Linked DNA regions of Mus musculus: region 2 is linked to region 1. Evidence: chromatin contacts called from public HiChIP or PLAC-seq data. All regions are on one chromosome and are shown on one strand. The core of a region is the stretch at or near the end of the contact, and the rest is flanking DNA. Distances in the headings are between cores, read along the strand shown. Region 1 holds the start of Nkx6-3 (NK6 homeobox 3). Region 2 has its middle 23 kb from the start of Gm30633.

Evidence for each region. HiChIP or PLAC-seq counts read pairs in DNA pulled down with a chosen protein or histone mark.
Region 2: a contact with region 1 is called in an H3K27ac HiChIP or PLAC-seq map of embryonic stem cells, with 2.6 times the contacts expected there. The contact joins the enhancer-like site here to the promoter of Nkx6-3 in region 1. A contact is called at or near these places in 4 of 39 promoter capture datasets (the C10 cell line, frontonasal cranial neural crest and liver) and 2 of 115 datasets of contacts at active chromatin or transcription factors (both in embryonic stem cells).

Annotation. Positions count from the first base shown.
Region 1 is chr8:23,151,815-23,154,621 of GRCm38.p6, forward strand. It overlaps Nkx6-3 (NK6 homeobox 3), which reads left to right and starts at 1,457. Exons shown (of 3, transcript NM_029002.2): 1 at 1,457-2,155. The coding sequence starts at 1,771.
Region 2 is chr8:24,357,970-24,360,776 of GRCm38.p6, forward strand. No RefSeq gene overlaps it. Among named protein-coding and RNA genes, the nearest start is that of Gm30633, 23 kb to the right of the region's middle. Within about 2 kb of position 1,377, at least 37 of the 459 cell types and tissues checked have an H3K27ac peak or open chromatin away from gene starts, as enhancers often do. A contact at or near this core is called in embryonic stem cells, where this site is marked.

The sequences.
Region 1 (2,807 bases), core at 207-2,706:
GCACCAAGAAATCTGAGTTTGGTTCCTGTCAAGGGCTCATAATTGCCTGTAACTCCAGCCTCAAGGGATTCATCATCCTTTTCTAGACTTCTTGGATGGAGAGAGAGAGAGAAAGAGAGAGAGAGAGAGAGAGAGAGAGAGAGAGAGAGAGAGAGAGAGAGAGAGCGCACACACACACACACTGAGACTCTTAATTTTAAAGGTCTTCAAAAAAATAGCCCAACCTGTAGGAAGGTCATCTTGCCCTGCGTAAAAGCTTTTCTATCTGATCCTCACCTAAATCACCCATGGCACGGAAAGTATTGCTTACATTACAGTCAAATTCTCCACAGCAAGCCAGCTTTCTCTACCTCAGACCTCTGCCTCAAACAAAGCTAACAAAGAAAAGGCTCTGTCTCTCACCTGTGAAAACACAGATCCCTCCAAACACAAGACAGTGTGTTCCCCAAAGCCCCAGTGGCCTGGTCAGGAAGAAGTCATTTAGATAGCCAATCACCTTGCACCTGCCATTTCACACTTCAGGTGACTTCAGGAAAGAATTTAGAGACTAGCCTGGCAGGCAAGCCCTGATTCCTCTGTGCCTCTGTTTCCCCGTTATCAACTGAGAGACGGTACCCACAAGAATCATCAGATTGCAAAAATTCCTCAGAAACAAAGCGAATGGTGGCGTCCTTATAGTCAGTGTAGCCCCAAGCCTCAGCCCGACTGCCCTGCTTAGGTCTCTGCCTCAGGAGCCCAGGGCTGCTCACAGGAGAGAAAGAGACTTCACCCAGGACACAGCCAGCCAGACTACTCAAGAGACCAAGAAAGGCTGGCTGGGAGAAACAGGAACCACCATTCTTCAGTGGAATGCCTTCTGACCCCCCACACCCCTGCAACTCCCAGAGCTGTTCCACGGCCCACTCCCTAAGCAAGACGTTTCCCACCCCGTGGTCTCAAGGCCAGAGACTTGCATTCCCCCAGAGAATAGTGATTGCTCAGTCTCCCCACTTACCCAGGAGAAAGGGAAGCAGCTGTATGTTACCTCAAAGCGTCACATTCATTCCGACAGGGGCAGCTTGGGACTGTGACCTCTGAGCCTCTCTCTCTCTCTCTCTCTCTCTCTCTCTGACTTCCGCAGGAGCCTCCAGTCCCTACCTCCAGGCGCCCACCTTTTCTTAGATACTGGACTTGGGTAAGCAAATGGAGCCTGTGACCAGGCTCAGGGCGCCTAGAGCTAATTCTTTCACACACGCACATGAGCACACACACATGCACACACACACACACACACACACACACACGGACTGGCTGATTTACAGTCAATCTTTCAAAGTGCAATTTGTCTAGGAGAAGCCAATGTGAGGCCCATGTGGTCTCCAACCAATGGCGACACAGCGCTTGCAGCTCAGCCAGTCTCAGGTCTGTATTCTAATGGGCCATATCTTTATCAAGGAAATGTCCCCTCTCTGAACTTAAAACTTCTGATGGAGGGCCCCCAGACTCAGAGGCAGAGAAACCGGGTGCTCTGAGTATGGAAAGCACCCCTCCTTAGGCCCAGCGGGCAGAGAGGGAAAGAGGAAGGCCGCCCACCTTCTCTGGACACCTGACTTGCCAGAGGGCTGACGTAGGTGCCCCATCTCTGAGGAAGGGCCGAGCCAGAGGGCAGTCTGAGGCTCGGGGTGGGATGGGGGGCTCTGATTCTCCAAACCTGTCATGAGGTTCTGGGCCACCATTTGAAGTGCTGGCCTTTAAGGGTTCCTGGACCACCGATTCGCTGACCTGGAGACCATGGAGTCCAACCTGCAGGGGACCTTCCTCCTGAACAACACACAGCTGGCCCAGTTCTCAGAAATGAAGGCTCCCATGTGCCAGTACTCGGTGCAGAACTCTTTCTACAAGCTCAGCCCTCCGGGACTTGGCCCCCAGCTGGCGGCTGGGACTCCCCATGGAATCACTGACATCCTGAGCAGACCGGTTGCCACCCCGAACAGCAGCCTCCTCTCTGGCTACCCCCACGTGGCAGGCTTTGGTGGACTCAGCTCCCAGGGCGTCTACTATGGCCCCCAGGTGGGGAGCTTTTCCAAGGCTGGAAATGAGTACCCGACCCGGACCCGGAACTGCTGGGCAGACACAGGCCAGGACTGGAGAGGCAGCGCTCGGCCATGCAGCAACAGTGAGTACAGGGCCTTCACCCCCAGCCCAACCTGTCCCGGGGAGAAGGCAGGAGGGGGGGGGTCTTTTAAAGGCCGGGCTGCACGCGACCTACCTAACCTCAGCCGCTATTACACAGCCCTGCCAATTCCTGGTCCCTTTTCTCAGCTCACAGCAGAACTGAACCCCACCCTTCTCCCTCCTCCCTACTTCTACCTAGCACAGGTGTCTGGACCCACAGTCACTTCTTGCCCTTCAAGGGACCTTGGGTTCTCCAGGCCCCACGATCACAGTCCATCCCACCATATGCAGCACGTAGCTTAAGTTCGCTTCTGCCCGGAGACATGGCGCCCCTTCACACAGTGAGGCACAGTGCTACCCTGGTGAAGAAAACTTAATGAATTTAGTATCGTATCCCTAAGAGCCCAATGTTATATAGGATTGTTCCAAAAACCCACTGGGGTCCCATCCAGGGCCCATCACCCACCTTCCTGTTCCCCCGTTCATGTCAGCAATGGCAGAACCAGAGCGCTAAGATGACCTTGGCCCTGACTGCTAGGGAGCGGGGCGGGGGGGGGGGGGGCTTACCCCACCCATCCCTGAGACTCAGGTTTCTGAGAACTGGAGTGGAGGGGGTGGGTATTATGCCAATCAGGGATCCAGGAAGTGCCCGG
Region 2 (2,807 bases), core at 127-2,626, 1.2 Mb after region 1:
CTACCCCCTCTCTACTTAAATAAAAATATCTCCAGGAGGCACCTCTAAGGGAAGGGCAGCCATGCAATTCCAGACACACAAGCTCTAGGTGAGCAAAGCTTTTACTGCCACTCAAAGTTAGCAGTGCCATCCTTGTTCTGTAATCCTCTGCACTGGCTAGCACTGCACATAGACTTCTGTGAGGTGTAACTACTTGGAACTGGACCTAGGGAAGAAAAGCAAGAGGCAAATACCCTACCCCTGATCCTTTTCTCCCTCCCCACAAAAACAAACCTTCCACATGCTTGAGTTCCTCACGAAGGAGCCTAGAATATGCGCTAACTCTTCCACCTCCAGGGTCATGGTACCTGAAAAAGCATCTCACTTCCTTCCAACCAGGCACTGTCTCTGGTGTATTGGTTTTCAAGTAGCCATACCTGTTATGAAATATAATGTAACAGATCTGGTTGGTGTAAGAGGGTTTATTTGGGGGAAGGGAGGAGGTGAAAACTGGAGAAGGGTTAGAGGCAGATGAGTAGATATGTGGACAGGCAGACAGACAGGAGCAGAGCCTTGAGAGCAGAGTCGGGGGGGGGGGGAACAGAGGACAACAGAAATGGGGAGAGGGAGACTGGCTGGGGACAACAGAGAGAGAGCTAGGGTAGCTAGCAGTCCACATCTGGCTCACTTGGCCTCAGCAGTGGCAGGTGATAAGGTAAGCAATTGCCAGGTCCCCAAGGGCAAGCCAGCAGAATCATGTGTATGCTAACAATACCCCAGAGCCAGTAACAGAAGGCCTGAAAATCGTTTTGTATATTAACTATCATGCAAACATTTGAGAAACTTAAGTGTCCTGGTAGATGCAGAGACATCTTCATTGTCGGGCTCTGTTGTTAATATAATCTGGCGTGTAACTCAGGAAATGTTTCTTAAGCATTTATTATCTGTGTAAGAGGCAAAAATAATTCACTTCTACTCTGAATTCTTAACCAGGACCTTCTGCAACAAAGGACCGATTGAAGTGGGGAAAAATAGAGAAAGAGAGAAGTTTGTCGACAGGATAGCTCACATGTACACAATACAGAAGAGTGGGGAGGGGGAGTATATAGACTAACATGTGAAGGAATCCATGAAAATCTGTGGGCCCTCCCCACCAAGGCTCACATTAACAGCACTCTGGTAGAAAGCCTGCATTGTACAGATCCAGACCAGTCCAGCCCAGCCCAGCCCAGCCCAGCCCAGCTCACCTCAGCCCAGCCCAGCTCACCTCAGCCCAGCCCAGCCCAGCCCAGCCCAGCCCAGCCCAGCCCAGCCCAGCCCAGCCCAGCCCAGCCCAGCCCAGCCCAGTGCAGTGCAGTGTCTGGTTGCTTCTTAACCTCTCCAGCCCAGTTCCTTTGTTTCTCTCACTATCCATATGCTTCAGGTCTAATTCTTGTTTCTGACAAGACCCTGGAAATCCCAGTGGGTGTCCTCCATACCCAATCCTTGCTTGTGACACTAGAAGATGAACAGAAAAAAAGAGAGATTTAAAAGAGGTGGCTTGAGAACCAAGTTTAGATATCTCCAGCTGAAGCCAAAGTGAAAGGAATTTAAGGTATTTAAAGTATTGCTCAAAGGGAGACAACAGGGGAAAGCTCAGAGATTAAGGGTCAGGTTGTTTCCTAGATTGAAACCCTGCACTAAATCCTTCTCCTCTTGTGATTCATAGTTTCTCTAATGCAGAAAAGACTCATTCCTTATATCCTTGAAAAAAGGAACTTCTGCTCTATCTTTTAACTTTCCCTGTCTTTGCTTTTATTAAAACAATCAGTTTTGAGCAGGGGTATGGCTGAATCATATATCGCTTAGCATGTCTAAGGATCTGAATTTAACTCCCAGCCTTCCAAAGCCATCTACCAAATATTCAAGTAGAGAAAGATAACTCAAAATAATTTCAATACACAGGAAAAATGGGTCGATAGGTAGAGCCTGAGTAGTTTCCGATGGGTGAGGGGCCCTGAAAATTCTACAGCCTACCAAGCCACCATGGCCAGTTCCTGTCTCAAGTTTGAAGAGTGAAATTCAAAGACAACAAGAGAACAAGCTTATACAAGAGATTGTTCTAGAACTGAAGAGAGAATATAGCTGTAGTGAGAGTTTGGGTTTCTTTAAAAACACAGTTATGTTACATGACTATGTTTTTGTTTGAATCCCAAGTGTGGGATAAGAAGCGGGGTCATAGAAGGTGATTATGATTTGCCTCATGCACTAGCGGGGGTGTGATATTTGCCAGGGGCAGAGAGTCTAATTCTGGGGATTCTGGAGAAGGTATAAGTGGGAGAGTCCTGAGAGGGGCTAGAGTGACTGCTGCTCCCTCTGCTGCTGTCCTATCTGCTGTCACCCAGCTGCTGCTGCTGGTTTGCTTTTGTATTTGTTATTGCTGGATTGCTGGTTTTCTGGATATTCTGGATATTCTGACTATAAACATTGTACTTTCCCCTAAGGAACCTAGTGTTTCTTATCAGCAGGAAGTAGCTTATAGAAGCCTATGCCCCCTTTCCCCTCTAACCTTCTTTCTCTCCTACCTAGTATTGGGAGGTTAGAAAGGATTGGCGCGGAGAAAGGGGAAGAGAGTTAAAGGTATAAGAACACAATAAAATGGCTTTAAAAATTGCACCAACACAGAGCTGCTATATAGCATGAGTGGTGCTTTAGAAATGGGATACCATTGAAACCAACAGACTAAATAGGAGATAAACACAGACACCCAGTGTATTAACAGACAAATGTGATCTATGTGTACATATGAAATTCAGAGGAAGGCTAGAATGCTAAAATACCTTTATTCA